Regions from separate parts of the Sus scrofa genome. Here region 2 is linked to region 1. A link is a contact called in public Hi-C data. All regions are on one chromosome and are shown on one strand. The core of a region is the stretch at or near the end of the contact, and the rest is flanking DNA. Distances in the headings are between cores, read along the strand shown.

Region 1 (4,979 bases), core at 2,183-4,682:
AATTATAAAATAAATGTGCTGCAGTTTATCTTTACAGATCTTTTTGGCTTCTAAAAGTCCATGAAATCTATTATTTATTTATTGTCTTTTTAGGTCCGCACCCAAGGCATATATGGAGGTTCCCAGGCTAGCGGCGCAAATTGGAACTGTAGCCACTGGCCTACACCACAACTCATGGCAACGCTGGATCCTTAACCCACTGAGTGAGGCTGGGAATCGAATCTTTGTCCTCAGGGAGGCTAGTCAGATTCGTTTCTGCTGAGCCATGACGGGAACTCTGAAATCTCAACCTACCTCTGATAGTAAGCATGTTCTTTGAAACACCTTACCTGTAAGCTTCTGTTCTTATCTAGTTTACCCCCAAATCATGGGTGTAAATACCTACTGATCATTTGTTTGCATGCATCCTAGGTTCTACATGAGTAAGAAAAAAACAAATCCACACAATAAAAAAGACACTTCAATCCACTCTGGCCCGGGCAGTGCAGTAGTATCTCAGTAGGCCTTTTCCTAAGCTTCCTAAGCTGACGCACTTACCAAAGGCTGCCAGACCAACCCCCTGAGCATTTTGGGTTCCAGTGGAATCCTCTGCTCCAAAAGCTTCCACACCTGTACTGAAGAAAGCCCAGGCTTCCGGGACTGACAGGCAAGGCCATCCACGGTCCATCCCCAGCTGCCCTTCACCCTGACTGCTACGGCCACCCTTTCTCCCCGGCCAGTGGTGTGCTTCAGCTCCTGCAAAGACCCGCGTCCTAGTCCAGACCTGCCTTCTACCTGTTTGACAGTGTTCTCCTCTGAAAAAGGATAAAATGATACCTGCCGTGTTGATCTCACAGAACCACACAAGCATTAAATAACTGAATTCCCTGGGAGAGGTTTTGTTAATTAAAGACACCATAGAAGAGCTGGGGACTGCCTTCCCGCATCCCAGGGTATAGACACCTGCTTCCTTATCCTTACGCACCAGTCACCACTGCCTAGACACCCCTCCCCACCTGCAGCCCGACCTTCTCCAAGCAGCTGATCACAGCCACGCAGGGAGCCCGTAGCTAGAGCACCTTACTTTGTGCTGTGACTTCTCTTTGCATGACCTGCCCCAACAGGAAGAGAACTGCCCAGAGCCTGGCTCGAACCGCACTGCTTCCAGCTCAGGGGCTCAGCCAGTGCTTTGCCTTTCTATCCTTTATGACAAAAACGAACACGGAGTCCTTGAAAGCAGCCTTTTGAGATTTAAATATGGATTTGTTTGGCACACGATGCAAATATACAAAGAGCTATTTTGTGTGCCTCAAAAAAGCATCTATGGGCTCCCAAGGTCTGCGTTTCTCTGCAGCCCCGGGAGGGCGAGGCCACTAGTGTCGGTAGAACTGGCTTCAGTGTCTGCAGCCACCCGCCACCTTTGTCACTTTCTGATCACAAACCAATGGATGCTGTTCACTCTGGTGTCTCTCGTCCAGATGCATCCTTTCCTCCTACCTCCCAGCCTCAAGAGCCAGGCCTTACATGCAGGCAAGTGGTAATTTTTATGGTCATTTGCATGGTGACCTTTTCACTGAGTCATTTCATATTTTCCCTCTGGAGTAGCATTTGTGGTGAGCAGACAGCTGGCTGGGCGCTGGTGTGTATATGTCTTGGGCAGATTCTGGAGATTTTCAAACCAGAAGGGACTTTTTAAAGCTCAATTTTTAGGAGTTTCCATTGTGGCTCAGTGGAAACAAATTTGACTAGTATCCATGAGGATGCAGGTTCGATCCAGTGGGTTAAGGATCCGGCATGGCCATGAGCTGTGCTGCAGGTCGCAGACGCGGCTCGGATCTGGAGTGGCTCGTGTAGGCCAGTGGCTACAGCTCTGATTCTCATTGGTCTTAACTGTTCATTATTTTCAAACATATTGATGAGGAGAGACATGGTTTCATAAGCTCCCATATATGCCTCACCTGGACTTAATAAATTACTAAGATTTTTGCCACAGTTGTTTCATTGAGGCCTTACTTAATGTTTTCCTTTTGTGAAATATTTTCAGGCAAATCCCAGACGGCGTGTCGTTTTAGGCCTACATATTTTCGTGCCTATGTCTGAAAATTAGGCACATTTTCTAATGCAAGAACACCGCCATGATCACACCTAATAGAATTAGCAATAATTCCACGGTGTTGTTTGTACCTGGCCCATATGTCAAATTTCTCCAAAAACTTTTTTTTCTTTTGGCTGTGCCCACAGTATATGGAACTTCCCTGGGCCAGGGGTCGAACCTGTGCCACAGCAGTGACCCCAAGCCACTTCAGTGACAATGCCAGGTCCTTAACCTGCTACACCACGAGAGAACTCTTCCAAATACTTAAATGTTTGCTTTCACAGTTAGCTTATAAGATTTAAAATAAGAATAAGAACAGATCATTCCTTAAGGAATTTCTGTGATTTCTGACTAACTATTCCTTATAATCATCAGGTAAAACAGGTGAACATTTTAACTCACAGATCAGAAGAAACTGAACCAAAGGGAAATGACATACTTTATCATTTTAATTTCATGATAAAGTTTTAATGTCATGATGTAAGTCATTTTACCCAATTTTTCACAACATCTATACCCTGACCTACCTTTGGCTCCCAGTTCCTTCACACTGTATGGGGGGCACATCACATATGTCTATGTACATGCAATGCATATATGTCCATATGTGTATGTAATGCGTATATACATGTGTACACACCCCGTAGCCATGTGCGTTGTATTTGGTATTGTGCATCCAACATTCTTATATCTGAAAGAGAGGCCTTTCAAGTCATCCTTCCAGCCCCCGCCCAAAGAAGTAAAAAAGGTAAGGGAGGCCTTAATTTCATACTCGTGATTGTCAGAAATGCAAAGAAATATGTTAGAGTAAAGCAAGTCTCGGCATTTCCCGAGGGAAAGGCAGTCGGCTGCCCAAAGTTCACCAAGGCTGCCAACCTCTCTGCCCTTCCCCCGCCCCCACCCAGCCCCCCAAGGACGGAGGCTGCAGGCACAAGCCCTGGTATGGAAACTCTACGCTAGACTTACTGCAGGGCCGTCCAAATGACCAGGACTGATCCCTTGGCTGCGTTCTGCGTCGGAACCCTTATTCTCCCTCTTTGTCATTGGACCCATAAAAATAGAATGTCACTTAGGAGGCTGACTATATAACAGCACTTGAAAAGAGATGGGGGGGGGGGGTAAGAGTTGGCCTCAGCCTTAAGAATACATCAAGGAAATAGATTGTGCCATGTTTGAAGATGCAAAGATAATCGCTGTGCTGGGAACCGTCTTGAGGGGGGAGGAAGCCGAACAACAAGAGGAAAGCAGCGTTCGCCCTGATTTCGCACAGGAAGCTCTCCACGCCTCCTGCCAGAGGGAGATAAGAAAGCTCCCAGGCACCGCTCTGGACAAGGCCAGCGTTATCAGCCTCAGCTCCACGCCGTCCCCTCCGTGCTCCGAGCTCTAGGACTCCGACCTCCATGTGCACACAGCACGCCAAGCGCAACAGCGCGGAGATATTTATAACCCCGGAGAGGGGAAAAAACAATTTCCGGGGTAAGCGTGTACTCCGTGTCATCCCGTCGACTGCCCTGGCATTGAAACAAGCGCGCTCGGGACCAGAGGTGGATAGAAAGAGATGGAAAGACAGCAGCCAATGATGTTTCCAACCCACGGAGCTGGGCCCCGCTAGGGGACACGTGGGTCTGCTTCACGCCCAAGGCGGAGACACCTTTGGCCCCGCCCCCCTCTCTGGTCCAAGTTACCAGCTGCTCTGTTCCACTCCCAGTGGGGGAGGCACCCCCTCCATCGATGCACACGACGTCACTGGCCTCCATGGGCCGGGTTTCTCCTGCAGTCTGATGGATTTGCCCTGTTCCCTTCAAAACTCATAAATACTTGGCTTCTCTGGGACCAAAGATGGATAGAGGCGGTTGGGGGCCACAGAGAAAGGCAAAGTCCAGGCTGAGATGCACTTACCGTCTTGACAACATTGACTGCTGCTCCCAGCAGAGGAGCCTAGGGCGAACTAAGTTAAGGACGCAGTGGGATATCACAGGACAAGGAGGTCCTGTTTTCTGGGCCCTCAGTACTGTGCTAAAGGATTCAGGCACAGTATTGCTTTCCTCTGTACATCCTAGAAAGTAGGCACTAGAACTCCCTGTTTAACCACCACCAGGAAAGTGAGAATTAGGGGAGTTGCGTTAATTACCCGAGGTAAGTGGCAGAGGCGACTCTGTAATCAGGGCCGGCTCATTCCAGAACCTGTGCGCCTAACCTGTACACCCGATGTTACAGAGTCTCCATCTTCTGTCCTCGTGGGAACAGAAGTTGTTACAGTGTCTCTTCCTCTAGAGGAGGAAAAGGCTTCCCACATATTTTCTACACAAATACCATTACTGCACTGTGGACTGTCTTTTTCAGTCCTTTTGGCACATCACGGTTAGCGTCTTCCGGGGATTTGGCAAACAGGTCTCTGGACACACAACCCGAATGCACCACGAGCCCACTGTGTGCACAGCTATCACCCATGGCTGCTGACCTCTCCCCCTCACCCGTGCGAATCCAGCACAGGCCAACAACGCAGAGGGTGCACCCACAGATCGGGACCCTCCATGCTCACCCGGGCTTTCCCTTTGGTGCTGGCTTTGCACAATCCTGGTTCTCAGACTTTCTGCAGCCTTCCTGCCTTTCCTTCCCCTCCCCCACCCTGCAGTGCAGCGCTGGCACTTCCTTGAAAGCTGGCACCGGATGGACTGCTGCATCTGGTGGAATCAGAGCGGGGTGGTGCGCTTTAGCCACAGACGGGTAGTGTTTTCTTCGGCGTGGTTCTCATGTGGGAAAATGTTACTCTGAAGAACCAGCTGAGTTGGTCCAGCCCCTCATTGGGCCTTTCTGGAAAGTGCCCATTTTATACTATTGTGTGCCTGTAAGGGTACCCAAGACTCCTGTAGTTATCCGGTGTGAAGGTCTTATTTCATAAATC
Region 2 (5,272 bases), core at 2,391-4,890, 110 kb after region 1:
TGGTGTCTTGTCTTACATTTAAATATTTAAGCCATTTTGAGTTTATTTTTGTGGATGGTGTGAGGGAGTGTTCCAGTTTCATTGATTTGCATGCAGCAGTCCAGTTTTCCAAGCACCACTTGCTGAAAAGACTGTCTTTTTCCCATTTTATATTCTTACCTCCTTTTGCTACATGCTGACGTTTGACCTCTGCATTCACATGGGTCACTAGCTTGTTCTCATTGCCACTGCCAGACATTTGTTGATCTATTTCCAGGTGTAGGAAACAGTGATAGAGCTGAAGATTCAGGGTGATCCTTGAAGGGGCTCACAGTCTAATGGGAACACATATACAAAAAGATAAAAACCAACTACCACAGGGTCAAATCAGAGTGGCATACTCCATCAAAAAGGCACAGCACCAGGGCTCCCAGGGGCAGTCAACATTTTGCAAAAGCCACAAGGACCCTCCTAAGAAGCGAAGTAAGAGCACCACGGGGGTTTTTGCATTCCGCTGCCACAAATCCCCTCTCCTTGGGTAACCACGGGAGCAGGCCAACTTTTCATTTTTAAAGAATGTTTGTTGAGCAATTAGGATGCGCCCAGTGTATACCTCTTTGAGCCTGCTCCATCTATTTCTCCCCCAAAATTATTCCTATAGACCGCAAGCTATAATCTCTTTCCTAAGCTTATAAATAAAATAAGATGTCAATGAAAAATGGAATATGATCGATCATTCATTCCTTCAAGAAGCATTGAACAGCCTTGGCTTTTATCCCTGGCTCACCTGTGAGGACCTTAAGAACTGAAGTAACCAGGACCAAAGCAATTAGAGCATGGTGTTCCCAGGACAAAGGTCCCAAGGGTGCCTTTTAAAGCTTCCCTGTGGGGCTTAAATATTTAAATACTGTTTTACAGACCTTTCCCTTCTTGCAGCTGAAGGAGGACAGGATGGATGTGTGTGGTCAGGAAAAGAACCGATTTAAACCTCAAGTGTGAGAAGCCAGTGCCAACGAGAGATCAATGATGCCAATATCTCTTGTTCATACCCTGCTCACATTGGCGAGAAAGTCGTCAAAGTGCTTTCTTGAACTTCTCTATTTTGATCTTAACATCAATTAGGCCTGAGGATATGCCCTCGAGAAGCAAGGAGTTAGAAGGATGAATTGCTGGACTACAAGAGGGTTTGGGGGGCACCAAAACTGCCTAATGGTGGATCCAGGTCATTGTATGTCCCTCCAGACCCAAAGAACGTATAACGCCATGAGTGAACCATCATGTAAACTGGGGCTATATATGTGATTAACGACTTGTCAGTGTACGTTTATCAATTGTAACAAATGGACCACTCTGGTGGGGGATGTTGACAATGGGAGAGGCTGTCCCCGGGTTTGGGCAAGGGGGTGTGTGAGGTGGGAAATCTTGTAATTGCTGCTCAATTTTGCCCTGAACCTAAAGCTTTTTTTTTTTTTTTTTTTTTTTTTTTTTGTCTTTTTGCCATTTCTTGGGCGGCTCCCTCGGCATATGGAGGTTCCCAGGCTAGGGGTTGAAATGGAGCTGTAGCCACCGGCCTACGCCACAGCCACAGCAACTCGGGATCTGAGCTGCGTCTGCAACCTACACCACAGCTCACGGCAACGCCAGATCCTTAACCCACTGAGCAAGGCCAGGGATCGAACCCGCAACCTCATGGTTCCTAGTCGGATTCATTAACCACTGAGCCACGACGGGAACTCCTAAAGCTGCTTTTTAAGAGTCTATTTTTAAAAACTGAGAGTTTCCCATTTGATACGAAATAACGTTTTCAAAAATTCACCGCACCAAAAATTGGAACAGCGTGTCGCAAACGGATGTTCATGAGAAGCCAAGGTAGACCTAGCATGGATTTGAAATGGAGTTTTCCATTTTCTTTTCCCCAGACAGACGGTTATCAAGGGCAGGGGAGAGGAGAGCAGGCTGGGAGTTGTGACTGCAGTTACTAAACACATACCGTCGTACATGCGTTCTATGAGTGTGTGCCTCTACACAATGAAATGTGTTGAAAATGGCATGTAAATTACGTATACATCTAATAAAGGCCGTGGGTATGGCCAGCAGCCAGCTGTTAGTATGTGAACAGTGGGACTTGGTGGCAGGGGGAGCAAGGAGAGTCACAAATGTCAAGGTGTTTAGCGACATTTGTAGTGATCAGCACAGACAGAGGAGACCCCCCCCCCCCCTTGACTGCGCCATCTGGTATTACTCCAAAAAGCCCAGAACACTAATTCAGGGCCAAGTACGATGAATGCCAGAATAGAAGTACCATGGGCTAGGATCACCTTTCCTAGACTTTTTGTGGGCCTAGCAGCCGTTCAGATTTGCACATTTGGGGACCACCTAGGCTGCTCGACCCATTGCCCATGCCTGCACAGACTGGAGCAGCCCCCTGGCACCTCCGGAGTTGGGGTCCCCTCCTGCCAAGTTCCGATTGGAACAGATCCGGCGCAGGAGCGCCGTGAGCCTTGGCACAGCGGGTCCTGATAGCCCCAGCGGGAGGGTCACTGTTGAGACATCCAGCCCCATCTTATTGTTCAGCGCCGGGAGTTTCCTCCTTTGGCAGAGACCTGGAGCCCAGAGCCGAGCGGGAAGGGGACGGACCCGGGCGGGACGGTGGGATGTCTATTGCTGTCTATTGCCGCTCCTTCCCCTCTCCAGGAGCTCGGGTTTCCCGGGGTGTGTGCAGATTCTCAATAAAAAGGGAAAAGCACGATCCAAGTTAATTTTCCAGCGCCGAGAGGAAATGCTGTTTCCTGCATCGTACAAAACTGGTGCCAACAAGACTGACACAGGAGCCCATTGTCCCACTAACAATGTGTGATGGGGGAAGGACGCCTGAGAAAACAGACCTCGGCCGCCGTGCACGTTTGATCTTTCCCCATAAGTGTGCGTGTGTGTGTGTGTGTGAGTGTGTGGTGGAAGGAGAGTCCGGCTGGTAGAGAAGGGCACTGCCCCTTTCCGTCCTGCCTTCGCTTCCCCCGCGCTCCTCCTGCCGATGGCAAGAGAGACCAAGCCCTCCAAAATTCCCAAGGGCCAAAAAGAAAAAGGAAACGGATGCGAAAAGATAGAGATGGGAAAAGGGGATAGGAGAACTGAACAGGCAAGACAAAACTCACCCCCAAAGTCACCCTCGGGGCTCGTTTCCAACCCTCCACCGGCCTGGGTCACCTGCGGAACTGAACGTTCCCAATTCTCATCTCCACCCGGTGCCAACCCCGCTCCTCCAGTGAACCCAGCCGAGAGGGAACCCGTGGCGAGGCCGAGGGGCAGCCTCTCACGTAGGATGCCCCTCGAGGGCCGAGCTCCCGAGCAGGGCTAACCCGCTGGCGACGCGGGGCAGCCAGCGGCTGGTGCGCCCCGGGCGCGCCTGGCTTGGCTCCAGGGCGCTGCGCCTCTGGGTGGCCCCCGCCCGGCCCCCGCTGGAGGGCGCGGCGGCGACTGGCGCAGAGCAGACACGCGGCGGGTTCGTTTCACCTGCGTGCGCCGGGTCAGAGCCCCTGTCTGAGGACACGTTGCTACAGGCTCCATAGGACGCGGGTTCATCGCAGCGCCCAAATGTAACCTCTCGGCCCTTCGCCTGCTCACGTAGTCCGGGGTTTCGGGACGTGAAGTGCTGGCGAGGAGGCGGCTCCGGCCACCGCATGGGCTGGGCGATAAACAATCGGACAGGACACACAACACCCTGGACTGTCACAAGTCCTTCGCAGGAAAAGATAAATAACATCTGAGGGGCCGCGGCGCAGCTTCCCCGGGGCTGAACAAAAACTCTGGGAGAAGGTCAGTAAACAACAAGCCTTGGCCGCAGAGGAATCCGACGCAGCGCCCCGCCCCCCGCGCTCCCCGAGGCGGGTTTCTGCCCGTGGAAATGGGAAAAAAACAAAATTAACCACACGCAGGGCAAATGCCGTCCTTCAACTGATTGGCAGTTGTCACCTTCTGGGCCAGAAGCGTGTTTCCTGGGCACTGCAGGAAACCTTTCTAGAGCAGGGGTCGAGATGGGGGGGAGGGGGGTGTCTGGAAGAAGAAGCCAAAGAAGAATTTCCTGAGGAAGCCACTCTTTTCCAAAGGTTTGCTCCTCAGGGTCAGAGCTGTCAGCTACTGGACAACTCCCCTGCCCCCCCTCTCATCTTGATTTCTTGTAAACACCTTGCCAGAGCAGAGGTGAGGGCATGGTGGGAGGGGGAGAAATTGAGCTGGGAACAAAATCCAAACCAGAAAGCTACAAATGCTCCACGAGTGCCATAAAATGTCTGTTTAAAAAAAGCATACCTAGGAGTTCCCTGGCGGCTCAGTGGGTTAAGGATCCAGCATTGACTCTGCTGTGGCTCTGGTCACTGCTGTGGCCAGGGCTGCATTCTTGGCCCTGAAAATTCTGCATGCCGGCAGATGCAGCACCCCCCCCAAAAAAAAGCACACCTAAAGGAGTCATCTTTCTCCCACCTGGAGTTTGAGTACCCAAAGCAGTCTTTTGCCTTCTGTGAGGTCCAGGCCTCTGAAAGTCAGTGCTAAGGCACTTTCTGGGCCTTTTCTCTCCTTATCCTGAAGACACTCAGCAAGAGTCTAGAATGCTCATCTCCACAGCCCAAGCAGAACCTCTTAAGAAGTCCAGCTCCAGGCCCATATGTCCAACAGCTCAGATCACATTACATGAAATTTATTACTTTGGAATAAGGAGTAGACCCAAAAAAACAATTTCATTTGTTATTGTCACACCTATTATTTACCTGGGCCACTCCAGGAGCTCATTACCTACTGCAACCTTCTTTTTTTTTTTTTTTTTTGTCTTTTTTGGGCCACACTCTCAGCATATGGAGGTTCCCAGGCTAGGGGTCGAATCAGAGCTGTAGCCGCTGGCCTACACCACAGCCACAGCAACACCAGATCCAAGCCATGGTTGCGACCTACACCACAGCTCATGGCAATGCCAGATCCTTAACCCACTGAGTGAGACCAGGGATCAAACCCGCAACCTCGTGGTTCATAGTTGGATTTGTTTCTGCTGCACCACACCGGGAACTCCTGCATCCTCTCTGGACTCTTCCGTAATCTTTGGGTCCAAGGGAATAAGCTTATGTAATGTTATGAGATTAGGGACAATGAGATGAGGATAGAGGGGTGTGGTGAGAGTGTGGGCTGGTCACTTACATACAATTCTTAGCAGACTGATGTACAGACACAGTAGATCTGCATTTCTAGATGTTCTCCAAGCTTTCTCATGCCAGCCACGTGGGTGACATGGAGATATTTGGGTTGGATG

The links. Hi-C and Micro-C count contacts between places; a contact is called where the count stands out from the background.
Region 2: a Hi-C map of liver shows a contact between it and region 1, with 11 times the contacts expected there. The contact joins two enhancer-like sites. A contact is called at or near these places in 3 of 47 Hi-C or Micro-C datasets (heart right ventricle, liver and skeletal muscle).

Annotation. Positions count from the first base shown.
Region 1 is chr11:5,710,624-5,715,602 of Sscrofa11.1, forward strand. The region is part of intron 10 of FLT1 (vascular endothelial growth factor receptor 1); the gene reads right to left. Among named protein-coding and RNA genes, the nearest start is that of FLT1, 84 kb to the right of the region's middle. Within about 2 kb of position 3,433, at least 12 of the 83 cell types and tissues checked have an H3K27ac peak or open chromatin away from gene starts, as enhancers often do. A contact at or near this core is called in liver and skeletal muscle, where this site is marked.
Region 2 is chr11:5,823,716-5,828,987 of Sscrofa11.1, forward strand. No RefSeq gene overlaps it. Among named protein-coding and RNA genes, the nearest start is that of FLT1, 29 kb to the left of the region's middle. Within about 2 kb of position 3,641, at least 14 of the 83 cell types and tissues checked have an H3K27ac peak or open chromatin away from gene starts, as enhancers often do. A contact at or near this core is called in liver and skeletal muscle, where this site is marked.